Linked DNA regions of Mus musculus: all the other regions are linked to region 2. A link is a contact called in public HiChIP or PLAC-seq data. All regions are on one chromosome and are shown on one strand. The core of a region is the stretch at or near the end of the contact, and the rest is flanking DNA. Distances in the headings are between cores, read along the strand shown.

Region 1 (4,285 bases), core at 1,119-3,618, 250 kb before region 2:
GGGGTGTGAGTGTAGCTTGATGGCCTAGTACATCTATTGAGGTTACTTACAGAAAGTATGGCGGACCTAATGGCAGCTGCATCATGGAAAAGCCCAGGCGATGACTCACAAAAGCTGCATTCCCCAGAGCTCTCTGCACAACTTGCAGGCAACTCTCCTGGAGAGTCTCCTTCTCTAGCAATTCTTGACTGCCTTTATAAGCCTGAAGGGGGCACTTCTGAGTCTCTTGACTTTCTGACCTTCCGGAGCCCTGTGCTTTTCCTCAGTGTGTCTTACCTTTGATGAGCCTCTTTCCTCCGTCCAGGAGGGGGCGCTTCAGTCTAGAAAAAGCAGCTAGAAAACAGCCATGTTTCCAGCATGCCTATATAAATTCCAGTGTCCACTCCCTCTATGCTGACTATTTTATGGGAGGAGAGGTCAGCATGTGGGGGGTGGGGGTGGGGCAGTTAGTGTGTACGCATGAATGTATATGTCATATGACCACATGCAGAAACCAAAGAAGGACACCAAGTGTCTTCCTCCATCCCTCCCTGCCTTAATACCTTGTGACAGGGTCTCTAACTGAACTGGAAGCTGGCCATTTTGGCTAGGCTGACTAGCCATCGAGATAATGGGATCTCCCCATGTCTACCACTGAACAGTGGGGTCACAGGCAAGGGATGGTTAGTGTTTAATTGTCAGCTTGACAAAAATCTGGCTTCAGCCAGGATATGAGCCTCTGAGCATGCCTATGAGAGATTATCTTGATTACTTTCGTGTGGGAACGTCTGCCCACTGTGATTGAATGACACCATTCCCTGACTGGGATCTTAAAGTGTCTAAATGGAAGATGGAATTGAGTAGAGGCCATTCATTTTTTTCTCCTTCTTTTAACTGTATATATAATGTTACCAGCCACTTCAAGGTGCTGATGTCTTGATTTCTCCATTAAGGTGGACTATGGACAAAAATAAGCCCTTCTTCAAGCTTCTTTGGTTCGAGTGTGTTTTATCACAACAAACTTTATTTTAAAGTGTAATACAAGGAACGTGCAGCTATGTGTGATTTTTTTTAAGTTGGGGCTGGATTTTAATTCAGGTGCTTCTTTTGCTATGCAAGTGCTCTTAACCCACTGAACCAACTCCTAACTCCCAGCTCCCAGCTCCCAGCTCCCAGCTCCCAGCTCCCAGCTCCCAGCTCCCAGCTCCCAGCTCCCAGCTCCCAGCTCCCAGCTCCCAGCTCCCAGCTCCCAGCTCCCAGCTCCCAGCTCCCAGCTCCCAGCTCCCAGCTCCCAGCTCCCAGCTCCCAGCTCCCAGCTCCCAGCTCCCTCTGTACTTCTGTCTTTCTATGGGTGCATTTTGAAAACTACAGAGTCCTCGTGACAGATGAATAAAACAACCCTGCCATAGTAAGTCCTAATTTCTGGGTTCTCTAAACAGAAGCTCATACACACAGGGTTCCTGAACTCAGAAAGATTTACAGCATAGAGGCTTACCTTGGCTCCAAGGTCTGGAAGTTGAAGAATATGATCAAGGTCACTAAGGAAGAAAGAAGTGCAGTAGGCATGCACAGTGGGCATGCGTAGTAGGCCTGAACAGTAGGCATGTGCAGTGTGCTTACACATTAAGCATATGCAGTGGGCTCCTACAATAGGCATGTGAGGCAGGCACCCACAGAAGCAGCAAAGCAGGAGGGGCAGGCTTGCATTGCAATAACTAGATCCACCATAACTAACTCATTCTTATGAGAACATCACGGTGCTTAGGAGATGCCCCAAGATATAATCACCACTCCTCAAGGTTCTTACTTCCCAGTACTACCACAAAGGAGACAAATTCAACTTGAGCCTGGGAATATTAAAAAAAAAAAATGTCAGTGATGAACTGGTTTTGCAGATGAGTGTAAAGTCATGCTGGTAAGAGGAGAGAACTAGGGTTTCTGCATGTGATCACAGGGTCCCTACCAAAAAAAAAGGTGTCAGAAGAATACAACAATGGAGGTATGCAGAAGTTGGGGTGGCATGGTCCCATGGGTATAGGAGTGTCAGAAGGTCCAAAATAAGGTGCCACTGCTAAACCTCCAGGAGGGAAAAGCTGTGTTCCTGTGATCTAGGTCGAGTACCACCAACTTCCTGGCATAAGCTCATGAGAGCACCACTGTAGGTCACGTTTCCTACCAGGAGTGGGGTGTCCATGTTTCACACTCACAGAGCATCCCTGGACCCTAACAGAGTAGCTTAGGAAGAGTTGGTGGAGCCACAGGAGAACCAGGCTGTTGAGACAGTCCAGTGAGCTGGTGTGGGGCTTTCTTCCCAAACAGGCTTGTAGCCCTGTTCTCTTCCATGCTGACAGAGTGACTAGGGGAGGTGCAACAGGGGAAGAGGGAGAGGTTTCCCAAACAGTGGAGTAACTACCACATAGTGGCCTTCCAGAATAGCTAAGGGGTGGGGTGTGGAGAGCTCACCTAGTGGGACAGAAGTCCTTGCATTATGTTAATACACAAATGTTATGTAAATACACACGCCCAAGGGCAGAGCACCAAGAATGATCTGTTTTTACCCAATCGGCTTTTGCCTCCAGTACTATGCATGAGAGAGTATTTACTGGATGCTTGTGTATTCTAGGGGAGAGTTAGCCATACTTGAATAAGCAAAACAAACTCCTGACTTGGAGTGACCCTGAGTGTCATGGGGAGATTTGAGTCACCTGCGCCTGTCACAGGCTGAGTTCTTGATGGGGAAAGAGAGCCTAATTCTGGGTGCCCAGAATCCTCACATCACCCCTGAGGGATCTGCTTTTATTATCCCAATGTTTGGGTGGAGAAAACTGAGACCACCAAAGAATGGTCATTCATCATAACCTAGCCATACCCAGACAATTCAGAGAGACCTCACAGGATCCTGGCCTCCATTATGAGAACAAGCAGGGACAGGACAGCATGTTATACATGGGCAAACTGAGGTCTCAAGAAGTAAAGATGAATAAAACAACTGTGAAACAAGTTCATCAACTGTGAGCGAGACTTAAATCTTGTGACCTTGACCCTAGAAACAAAAAGAAAAGCAAGATGCTGGAGAGACACAAGGGATCATCTTTGGTGGGTCAGGGATGCAAAGATCATCTCTGTGGGCCAGGGTTGGTCCTCCTGGTGAGCTATGGGCATGTATTGGACTTCTTGCCTGTCCAGACAAGGACAGTGCTTGAAATTTAAGAAAGTGGAAGAGAAGTTTCTTCTTAAGGAAATGTCATTAGTCATAGTGATCAGAGACTAAGGGCTAGCAGCTTCCTTTCAAAGGGACATAGAAATATAGAGAAGGATTTCAGCAGATGAAGTATATCCTGTACACGGCTATGAATCTGACTTCAGTCCCCAGGGCCCACATTAAAAAAAAAAAGAAGAGTCTGGCGCTGTGTCTGTACACATACATGTGATGTCAGTGATGTGGAGTTGGGGTGTGGGGGAGAGACAGGCAGATCCCTAGAACTCACTGGCCACCTAGCCTAGCCCAATCAGTGAGCGCCAGGCCAAGCAGAGAACCTATCTCAAAACGCAAGGTGTACATCTCCTGATAAGATTGCTCAGGTCTCCATATAGACTGTGCTAAGGTTCTCTAAAGGGGCAGAGATGATAGAATGCATACAAACATTCATACATTTGTACTTACTAAAGGGGGATTTATTAAGGTGGCTTACAGGCTATGGATGAAGTATCCCAACAGTGGCTGTCTCCAGATGGACAGGGACCAAACATCTGGTAGTTGTTTGGTCCATGAGCCTGAGTGTCTCAGCAGTTGCAAGCTGATGCTGGAGTCCTGGAAGATTCCTAGATGACTGCCAGTCTTCAGTCTACACTGGAACCCCTAAGAAGCAGGTTCTAACACCAGGAAAGAGTATCCCAGCAGCAGGATAGACCTTGCCCATGAAGGCTAAGAGCAAACTCTTCTTTCTTCTGTGTGCTTTCATGTGGACTGTCAACCAGAAAGTGTAGTCCAGGTTTAGGGTGGGCCTTCCCATATCAAATTATCCAATCAAGAAAATTCCTCGTGGGCATGCCCAGCTGCTTGGGTTTTAGTTGATTCCAGATGTGGTCAAGTTGACAACCGAGATTAGCCATCACATGTGCACAGCCACAAGAGATGGTGAAGGGCTGCAAAATGTCTCACTCGAAATGGCTTACCGCTGTGTAAGCGTAAGGACCCAAGTTAGGACGGTCAGCTTCTATGTAAAAAGACAAATGGACTCTGATAAGTCACACACATTCAGTGGGCTTGGATGAGTCTGGGAGGCTTCTTTCTTATTGCCTCAGG
Region 2 (4,447 bases), core at 1,416-3,915:
TCGTGTGCCACCACACCCAGCCTTCTCCTTCCTTATATTTTTGAGGCAGGATTTCTCACTGATCCTGGAGCTCACCCATTGGATGGACCATCTGACCAGCAAGCCCCAGAGATCCTCCTGTCTCTGCCGCACACCCAGTGCTGGGGCTCCCGGCATGTGGCACTATGCCCTACTTTTCTTTGGAGACTGGAACTGGACCTTCTTGTGTGTGTGTCATGAGATTTACCCACTGGGCCATCTTGCCAGTCTTCTCACTGGGCTTTGGGTTAGCAGTCCTCTTATACACACTTCTGGTGAGCATCTTATATGCTTCTTAGCCATTTGTATATCTTTGGAGAAATGTCTATTCAGCTTCTTTACCATTTTTCAATGGGTTGTTGGTGTTTTATTAAGTCATAAGAGTTCTTTATATATGATGGATATCTGAATATCGATTTATTACCGAATACAACATTTGCAAATACTTTCTCCTATTCAGCATGGATTGTCTTTTCACTCTGTTGATGACTTAGCCTTACAAAAGTTTTTAATTGCAATGAAGCCTAGTTTGTCTCCTTTGCCTTTCTAAGAAATCATCACCAAGTCCAACCTAATAAACTTCCCCCAGTGTTGATTTATGTTTGGGCTCTTCAATGATCCTTCTAGCATTGGTTTTGATATGTAAAGGAAGACAAAATTCCAAGGACTCATGGTAAAGGCTAAGCACTTGCCTAGCCTATACCAGGCCCTGGCTCCAAGCCCCAATCCTACAAGGTGAGTTGAGGTGATATCTTAGGGTATAATTAGGGTTTCTACATCTGTGAAGAGACACCATGACCACAGCACCTCTAACTGGGACTGGCTTATAGTTTGAGAGAGTTAGTTTATTATCATAATGGCGGGAAACATGGCAGCACGCAGGCAGACATGGTGCTGAAGAAGGAGCTGAGAGTTCTACATTTTATCCACAAGTGACAGGAGGAAACTCCCCCACTAGGCCTCAAAGCCAGCATCCACAGTGGCACACTTCCTCCAACAAGGCCACACTTTCTAATAGTGCCACCTACTATGGGCCAAGCATTTAAACACATGAGTCTATGGGGGCCGTTCCTATTCAAAAACGTCGCAGGCAAACTTCAGATTTATTCTGTAGGAAATGGTTGCCTAGGTCTCCATCTCTTTCCCTAAGAATGGCCTTAACATCTTTTGTTAAATCATTGTTGGGGGGGGGGGTACAGTTTGTGTGTGTGAGTGAGTGTGTGTGTCTGTCTATCTCTGTGCCAGTATCACAGGGTTTTGATTACCACCGTTTTCTAGTTAAGTTTTGGCACATACGTCCTTTAACTTTGCTCTTTATGACATACTGTGGTTATTTGAGATGTCTTCCATGAGACTCAGATGAGCTCCACATACACAGAAAGCAGTTTGTAGTTACGAGCGGTATAAACCTCTGCCGATCCGATCCGTAGATCTGGTTAGGTTTTCTAGTCCCTCAGCACTAGCTGCTGCTTCTGTCCGTGCCAGTCTTCACGTCTGTCTGTCTCTCGTGGACTACAGCTCTCGGTATACAAATCTTCCAGCTCCTTGGTTACGCTTACTCTTGACGCGGCTGTAAACGTCGTCACTTTGTTCATTTCCTCCTCAGGTTGTTTATTGCTTGTATGTAAAACCGACTTTTAAATTTATATCCTACGACATTGCCGAGTCCGTCGGTTGTAGTTCTCTCTCCGCTCCCGTTGTTTGGGGGCTTCTGTATATAAAACAGTTCCTCTGCAGACATAACTTGACTTGTCTCTTCTTGTTTGTATGGCTTTTATTTCCTTTTCTTGCCTATTTCTGGGATTATGTCGACTGGAGTGGGCAAGTGGGTGTCCTTGTTTTGTTTCTGATGCCCCAGAGCCCTTTCCCGGCAGCTTCCCCTCTCCCTACCTGGCTCTTAACAGTCCCACAAGCCAATTCACGGGCACGCAGAGGGCTTAACTTCTCATACTGGTGGCCTGAGCCCACCCTCATGTCTTTGTCTTGCTTGTCATCTCCAAAGCCTTAGAGACCTGGTTTATCAGGGAGCCCCGTGCAGGGTGGCCAAGGGCTGGAGAGGCTTCTGAGTCCTGGGCTGCTGACCCGGATACCACAGGGTCTCTAACCCAGCCAACTGCACCGCTCACAGCAGTTCCAGGGCAGTCAGGAGTCAGTACAGAGCCCTTTACACACTCAACAGCAGGCCACTCCCGTGTGGTGTGTGTGTGTGTGTGTGTGTGTGTGTGTGTGTATGTGTGTGTGTGTGTGTGTGTGTGTGTGTGTGTGTGTGTGTGTATGCGCGCGTGTGCGTGCGTCTGTCTGTGTCTTTGTGTTGGCTAGTTAGTTCTTGTTTCCTTTAAAGTGTCAGGCCAAGGCTGGTCCCAATACAAACAGGGTATATGTCAGGGAAGGGAATCTGACACTTAACTGGTGCCTGCTTTGGGCTGCTCTGGTCTTTCTGCACACACCCAGAGGCTGAGACCTTAGAAGACATGAACCTTGGGGTGCAGCTCTCCCAGTTTCTGTTCTCCAGCTCTTTCTCTGCCGCTCTGACCACCCAGGGCTTCCCTCCCCCACGCCCACTCCCCACTCACCCAGTGCTTGCTGAAGACAGTCCCTGCCAGTAATTTGCTCTCGGCTCTAGGGAGTGGCTTTGGGATGGTTGGCCAGTAGGCTTCATGCCAAGCCTCACCTCAGAGGCTTAGATGAGGCCTCATTCTGCCCAGGCCCCATGGGGCCAGACTAGTAGAGAAACAAAGCAGGAAAGAAAAACAGCACAGCTAGGCCTGGTGTGTGCAGGACCCTGAAGCAGGCCCTGGCAAAGAGCAGTGCTCCCTTCTAAGACAGGTGTGGGGTGGGGCCCTGGCGTGTGTAGCCTGTGCTGGCTTCAGAGTAGCATGGTGAGGTGTGTGCTGTGGTGTGTGTCTGCAGTGCTGGGGTGGGCCCCCGTGGAGGCTGTACAGAGGGGTGCGGCTGCAGCTGCACCAAAGACTCCAGGTGCTCCCCTGGGTGAGAGTGATCTGTAGGGCCCTTCTTTTTAAAGAAGAGAGAGAAGCAGGGATTGGGGGGAGGACATTTGCAAATATGCTCGCTGTGCAGGCAGGGGAGAGAGAAGAGCTCCACAGAGTTGCCCTTTGCCCTCTATACAGGCACCATGACATGCACACACACACCATACACAAATGCACACCATAATAGCCGTATAGATTTAGTTAAAATGAAAAATGACATGAGCTTTAGTGATGGCCCAGTGGCAGAGCTGGGACCTGCCTTCCAGAGCCCCGGAGGGCCGGCAGGGCCAAGGTTGAGGCGTCCTCTCCGAAAAGGGCCAAGTGACCTCAGTGTCACCTATACCCAATCCAGGGTGCAAAAGGGTCTGTGTGTTCCCAGAGGCACCCTTTGCACTTGAGACAGATCTGAGGACTGCAGGGACAGGCCTCCGCCCTGAAGCATAAGAAGACAAAGCCAGTGGCAGACATAGTGGGGCCATATGGCTACAGCATGGCACGGGAACCCTGAGCTGCAGCTCTGTGCTCTTGCTGCGTGAGATGGGCACTGGGTGCCTCACATTCTGCAATCCGGGACTTGTGGTGCCCTGCTCCGTGAGCAGATTCCCCCCATCTCCAGATCTCATGCATCTCTGCTTAGCCCAGGGACTCAGGTCTCACAATGTAGGGTGCACACACAGCTCAGCCTCTCTGCCTTCCACCTCCTTACTACCAGGAAGCATGGGAACACTGTAGCTGGGTATGTCCCCCATCACAGGAGGAGCAGTAGTGACAGGGATAGATGAAGGGCCAGGTCACAACTCCCAGCTGCAAGCTGCCCACAGTGTCACCTCCTCTCTCAGGCTTCTCCTGAGTCAAGTCTTGTTTCCACTGGGAGCCCGGTCAGCTGACACCACACCACATGCTCCTCCCACTGCCCTTCTGAGTCACTCCCCCCATGTCAGGGGCTGAGCCTTTAGCCCTTTGCATCCCAGTCTGGGGTCTAGTCCCTCCCCCCACTTCCCTCCCCCATACCTGATGGAATAGCTAGGCCCCATTTGCTGCTGTTGCATATGAAAACAACTGTGTGTCTCAATCTACCCATTCAACTCTTAGCCTCCCCGAGCCGTTGAGGGCCCCAGCATCCTACCCAAAGTGAACTCTCACAGCTACTCCCAAGAAGTGTGGTCCCTGGCTTCTCGACCCTGGCGGGTGTGGTTGTGCCCACGCCTGACAGAAGTATCCAGAGGACAGATGAGCCAGAAGCTTAGAGCGTTCCTGACATTTCAGAAGCCTCGCTGCTCCCAGCCAGAGCAGGTCAAAGCCGTGGGGGTCTAGAGCCAGCCAAGCCTGTGCCTGTCCAGGCCAGCCTGGATGATTCTCTGGCTCCCCTTGGCCTGTCCTAGTTCAGTAGGAGGGCCTGGGGCGCTGGCTGGGCTAAGTCCCTATTGTGCTTGCCCTAC
Region 3 (4,272 bases), core at 1,501-4,000, 210 kb before region 2:
GCCTTCTGACTCTTCCAGATGGAAGGTCCAGGGTTTGATGCTGGAAAGGAAAGGGGGGACTGTAGGCCAAGAGCATGAAGTGCTTGTGAGGATGTGCAGGTAGATGAACAAACCTTGGTCACTCTAGGCAAAGGCCCTAGGCAGGCAAACATCATCTGGTACCAAGGTACACACCAGCACACTCACGCTGCACACAGGCAGCCACAGGCACGTGCACACACACACACACAAGCACAGGCACGCACACGTGCGCCCGCAGCAGGGAGAAGAAATCAGCAGGCTTCATAGATGTCTATAGGGCGACAGACAGACACAGGCAGACTGGCAAAGGCTCAAATACAAGCTAAGGCCTCTGAGCCTCAAGGCCATGTTTATACAAAAGTCATACAAATGTGACATCTACAAGTTAGAGTCGTTTATAGCTTACAGAACTATTTCCTTTTGAGTTCCCCAGAATATGGTAACAACGTGTGTGTGAGTGTGTGTGTGTGTCTCATAGCCCCCTGGGTATCTGGTGTTATCCATCTTGGTCCATTCTGGTTATCCATAAACTGGCCCATATGGCTCTCTGTTCCCAATACAGAATCTTCCACTGCCCTACAACTCACTAAATGGAGAAGGGTGACTGACCACTGAGTCCCAGGGATCTGCCTGTCTTTGTCTCTCCAGTACTAGGATTGCAAATGTGCACCCCAGCTCTGTTTTTCTTGTTACTTATGATGAAAAGCTCTGATATATTAGATAGATAGGTACATAGATAAGTAGATAGAACATATATATATATATATGTATATATACACATGTGTGTATATATACATATATATATATGTATATACATATGTGCATATATATATTTTTTTTCTATTCTAGGGATTGGACCTGGGTCCTGAACATAATGGGAAAGTAATCTGTTGCTGATCTACACATTCCACCCCAGTGTTTGGTTTTGTTTGTTTGTTTGTTTTTGATACAGGAAGATCTCTAATAGGGTAGCCTGGGCTAGTTAGAACTTACTATCAGTTTCAATCTCTTGAGTTCTGGGATTGCACAAGTGTACCAACATGCCTAGATACACTGATAATTTTTTCATGTTATCTTCACAATGCGTATGCTTATGCACGTGTGTGCCCTGTGGTATAACCCCACTGGCATAAGGTGGCACAAGCATAGTAGTTAGAAGAAGAAAATCTTATAAATTGTATAAACTTTTGGTGAGTTGGGAATCTAACTCTTGGCTTCATGCATGCTAGACAAACATTGTAGTAACCGAGCTGTATTCCCAGCCCCTCTTTGGTTTTTATATAAGAACTTGACAAAGTGAACTGTCTTAGCCTTAGAGGGGAAAAAACTGTAGAATATAAACATCTGTAACCAAGTAAAAACTATTCCATTCAATGTTCAGTCTGTCCTCTCCTCAAGAATGGTGAAGCATGTTTGCTTGCCTCTTTCCCAATACACATGCACACACACACACACACACACACACACACCACACAACCCACTGCATTGTCAACAGCCCTGTCCAGCTAAGACATCAGACAGACATCTGTCCAGCTTAGAGCACCACACCTACCTCCCTCTTAGGCTCTACCCACATCCTTTTTGTCTCCTTCCCTGATCAAAATATGGCCCCTCGGGATAGTGAAAGCTGTTGTCTTATCCCTACAAGAGTGTTTCTATATTCCATAGTGTGCCAAGCCCTCTTTCAAGACCCAGTTCAGGAATGGTAGAATGGCTCATCTGATGGCTAGTTTTATGTCAGCTTGGCACACGCTGGAGTCATCTGAGAAAAAAAGAATCTCAACTGAGAAAATGACTCCCTAAGATCTGGCTGTAGGCAAACCTGTAGCTCAATTTTTAAATTATGGGTCCAGTCTACTGTGGGTGGGGTCATCTCTCCAATGATGGTTCTGGGTTCTATAAGAAAACAGGCTGAGTGAGTTATGGGGAACAAGCCAGTAAGTAGCACCTCTCCACGACCTCTGCATCAGCTCCTGCCTCCAGATTCTTGTTCTGAGTTCCTGCCTTGGCTTCCCTCAATGGACTGTGACTCATGATCTTTAAGCCAAATAAATCCTTCCCTCCCCCAAGCCACTTTTGGTCATGGATGAATCTTCTTCTTCTTCTTCTTCTTCTTCTTCTTCTTCTTCTTCTTCTTCTTCTTCTTCTTCTTCTTCTTCTTCTTCTTCGTCTTCTTCTCCTTCTTCTTTCTTCTTCTTCCCCCTCCTCCTCTGCATCCTCTCTCCCTCTTCCATTTTCTCCTTCTTTCTCCCCTTCTGCTCCACCTTCTCTTTTATCTGCCCAATCATCAGCTTTCCTTTATTTTACAAATTAAGGTGGGAAGCAGGTTTACAGGAAATCACCTGAGTGCTGACTCATTCCTTGTTCGAAACCCCTCACAGGAGAACAGATTTAACATCAAATATAATTAGCCCCAGGGCTATCCACAACAACTGGCAAGCTGGAGAACCAGGACAGCAGCTGGTGTGAATTCTATCCTTGTCTAAATGTATAAGAACAGAGAGAGACAACACTGTCTCTCCAGCACAAAGGCAGTGGGCTCAAGACCCAGGAAAACTAGCATCTGAGTCCAGTCAAGAAGACCAGTGTTGGGCCAAGGCAGTCAGGCCATGTCCCATTGTTCAGACTCCATTCTCTTGAGACCTTTGGCTGATTGGATGAGGTCCACCCACACTGAGAACTCAGTTGCTCTGTCCAACTCCCTGGTTCAAAGGCGGGTCACCCACTCAGACACGCCTAATGTGTGCAGGCACTCTGTGACCCAGTCAGTCTCGTCACACTCGATCCTAAGCCATCTCTGTCTGGAGAGCTGCCACACTTGGCAGAATGGCACACAGCTTGAGTGACAGCCATGTATTCCCACTTTTCTCCATGTACTTATCCTTGATCACAAGGCCCAGTACACAGCTACCCTTCTGTTTGTTCCCTTTCCAAAACAGGTGGCCCACAAATACACAAGTCTCTGGATAAGCAGGGGCCCAGCAGCCTTTCCCCAAACAGATCCTGATGGCAAAAGATATAATGGAGTGACAAGCATGCATGAAAAGCCTGTCACCAAGCTAGGGACAGGAGAGTAGAGAAGAGACCTTAGAGAGCTCAGATACCCACCAGGCCTTCCTCCTCCATAGACATCCCTGCCTCTGCCTTAGTTTCAAAGGGTAAAAAATAACCCAATCAATCAAGTCCACCACAGTTGAGAATTCAAGGTGGGAGGAACTTGAATCTACTGGTCAAGTCACCCCCACAGTCAAGAACTGAGAGCAACAAGTGAGTGAGTGAGTGAATGAATGAATGAATGAATGCTACAGCTCAGCTCATAATCTCCATTTTTATATAGTTCTTTATACCCAACCCAGAGAGATGGTTCCACTCTCAGTGAGGGGGTCTTCTCTCAGCAATGAGTATAAGATACTCCTTCATAGTTGTTCTCAGAGGCCCATCTCCCAGGTGATTGTAGACTATGTCAGGCTGACAGCTAACACAAACCATCATAGCCTCCTTCCCCAACTGGACAGTGCCTGTGGCACATGAGCAGGGATGCCGTTGCTCAGATCCATCAGCAGGTGGCCTAAATCTGGACCCCCACCAGCACCATCCACAAAGACAAGATATGCCATTTATAGGACCAGGACAATGATCGCCCTCATTTCAGCCTGATGATGGCCCCTCTCCACACAGCACACTTAATGCAGCATTAGCACTGTTCAGAGGCAGATAAAAATAGTGTTGGATCAAAGAGGTAGTTTCCTCATTCTGTCTCTGAAGACAGATCAGTGGGCCGGGTGCATGTGGGCAAATCCAATTTTTCCCCCTTCTTGGCAGGAGCCTCTACATATTCTCTCCATGAGTACAGAGAAGCCTGCCAATGTTGACATCCGAGGCTGAGATCATAGGCTCCACTTTAGCTGCGAGTCAACCCACTCCCAGCCTGCTAGGTCTGTGCTCGCGTTTTACAGACAGGGAAGCTAAGCTCAGACAGCAGCAGCTGCTGCGGAATAGTTCACCGGCTGCAGATTGATACCGATGACAATTGACTATCAGCCCTGTGACCTGCAACTCTGCAGATTGTGACACCATCTCCATTCTGTAAGTGGGGAAAACCATGGCTGGGAGGGGCCTTTCCATTCCAGCAGGGATCCGTGACAGCTGTGAGTCCAGCCACCCTGTCTTAGTCAGTGTTCTATTGCTGTGAAGAGACACCATGATCATGGCAACTCTCACTGAGGGAAGCATTTCATTGGGACTAGATTA

Evidence for each region. HiChIP or PLAC-seq counts read pairs in DNA pulled down with a chosen protein or histone mark.
Region 1: an H3K27ac HiChIP or PLAC-seq map of embryonic stem cells shows a contact between it and region 2, with 8 read pairs. The contact joins two enhancer-like sites. A contact is called at or near these places in 1 of 15 datasets of contacts at CTCF or cohesin (the NIH/3T3 cell line), 12 of 484 Hi-C or Micro-C datasets (B cells, the G1E-ER4 cell line, bone marrow-derived macrophages and 7 more) and 14 of 115 datasets of contacts at active chromatin or transcription factors (bone marrow-derived macrophages, double positive thymocytes, embryonic forebrain and 7 more).
Region 3: a contact with region 2 is called in an H3K27ac HiChIP or PLAC-seq map of embryonic stem cells, with 5 read pairs. The contact joins two enhancer-like sites. A contact is called at or near these places in 6 of 115 datasets of contacts at active chromatin or transcription factors (embryonic hindbrain, embryonic midbrain, embryonic stem cells and 1 more).

What each region holds. Positions count from the first base shown.
Region 1 is chr1:35,839,388-35,843,672 of GRCm38.p6, forward strand. No RefSeq gene overlaps it. Among named protein-coding and RNA genes, the nearest start is that of 1110002O04Rik, 28 kb to the right of the region's middle. Within about 2 kb of position 2,369, at least 9 of the 459 cell types and tissues checked have an H3K27ac peak or open chromatin away from gene starts, as enhancers often do. A contact at or near this core is called in the G1E-ER4 cell line, embryonic stem cells and induced pluripotent stem cells, where this site is marked.
Region 2 is chr1:36,085,781-36,090,227 of GRCm38.p6, forward strand. The region is part of intron 1 of Hs6st1 (heparan sulfate 6-O-sulfotransferase 1); the gene reads left to right. Among named protein-coding and RNA genes, the nearest start is that of Hs6st1, 20 kb to the left of the region's middle. Within about 2 kb of position 2,666, at least 126 of the 459 cell types and tissues checked have an H3K27ac peak or open chromatin away from gene starts, as enhancers often do. A contact at or near this core is called in the G1E-ER4 cell line, embryonic stem cells and induced pluripotent stem cells, where this site is marked.
Region 3 is chr1:35,875,866-35,880,137 of GRCm38.p6, forward strand. It overlaps 1110002O04Rik (a long non-coding RNA gene), which reads left to right. Exons shown (of 4, transcript XR_373312.4): 2 at 3,844-4,107. Among named protein-coding and RNA genes, the nearest start is that of 1110002O04Rik, 8.1 kb to the left of the region's middle. Within about 2 kb of position 2,751, at least 73 of the 459 cell types and tissues checked have an H3K27ac peak or open chromatin away from gene starts, as enhancers often do. A contact at or near this core is called in embryonic stem cells, where this site is marked.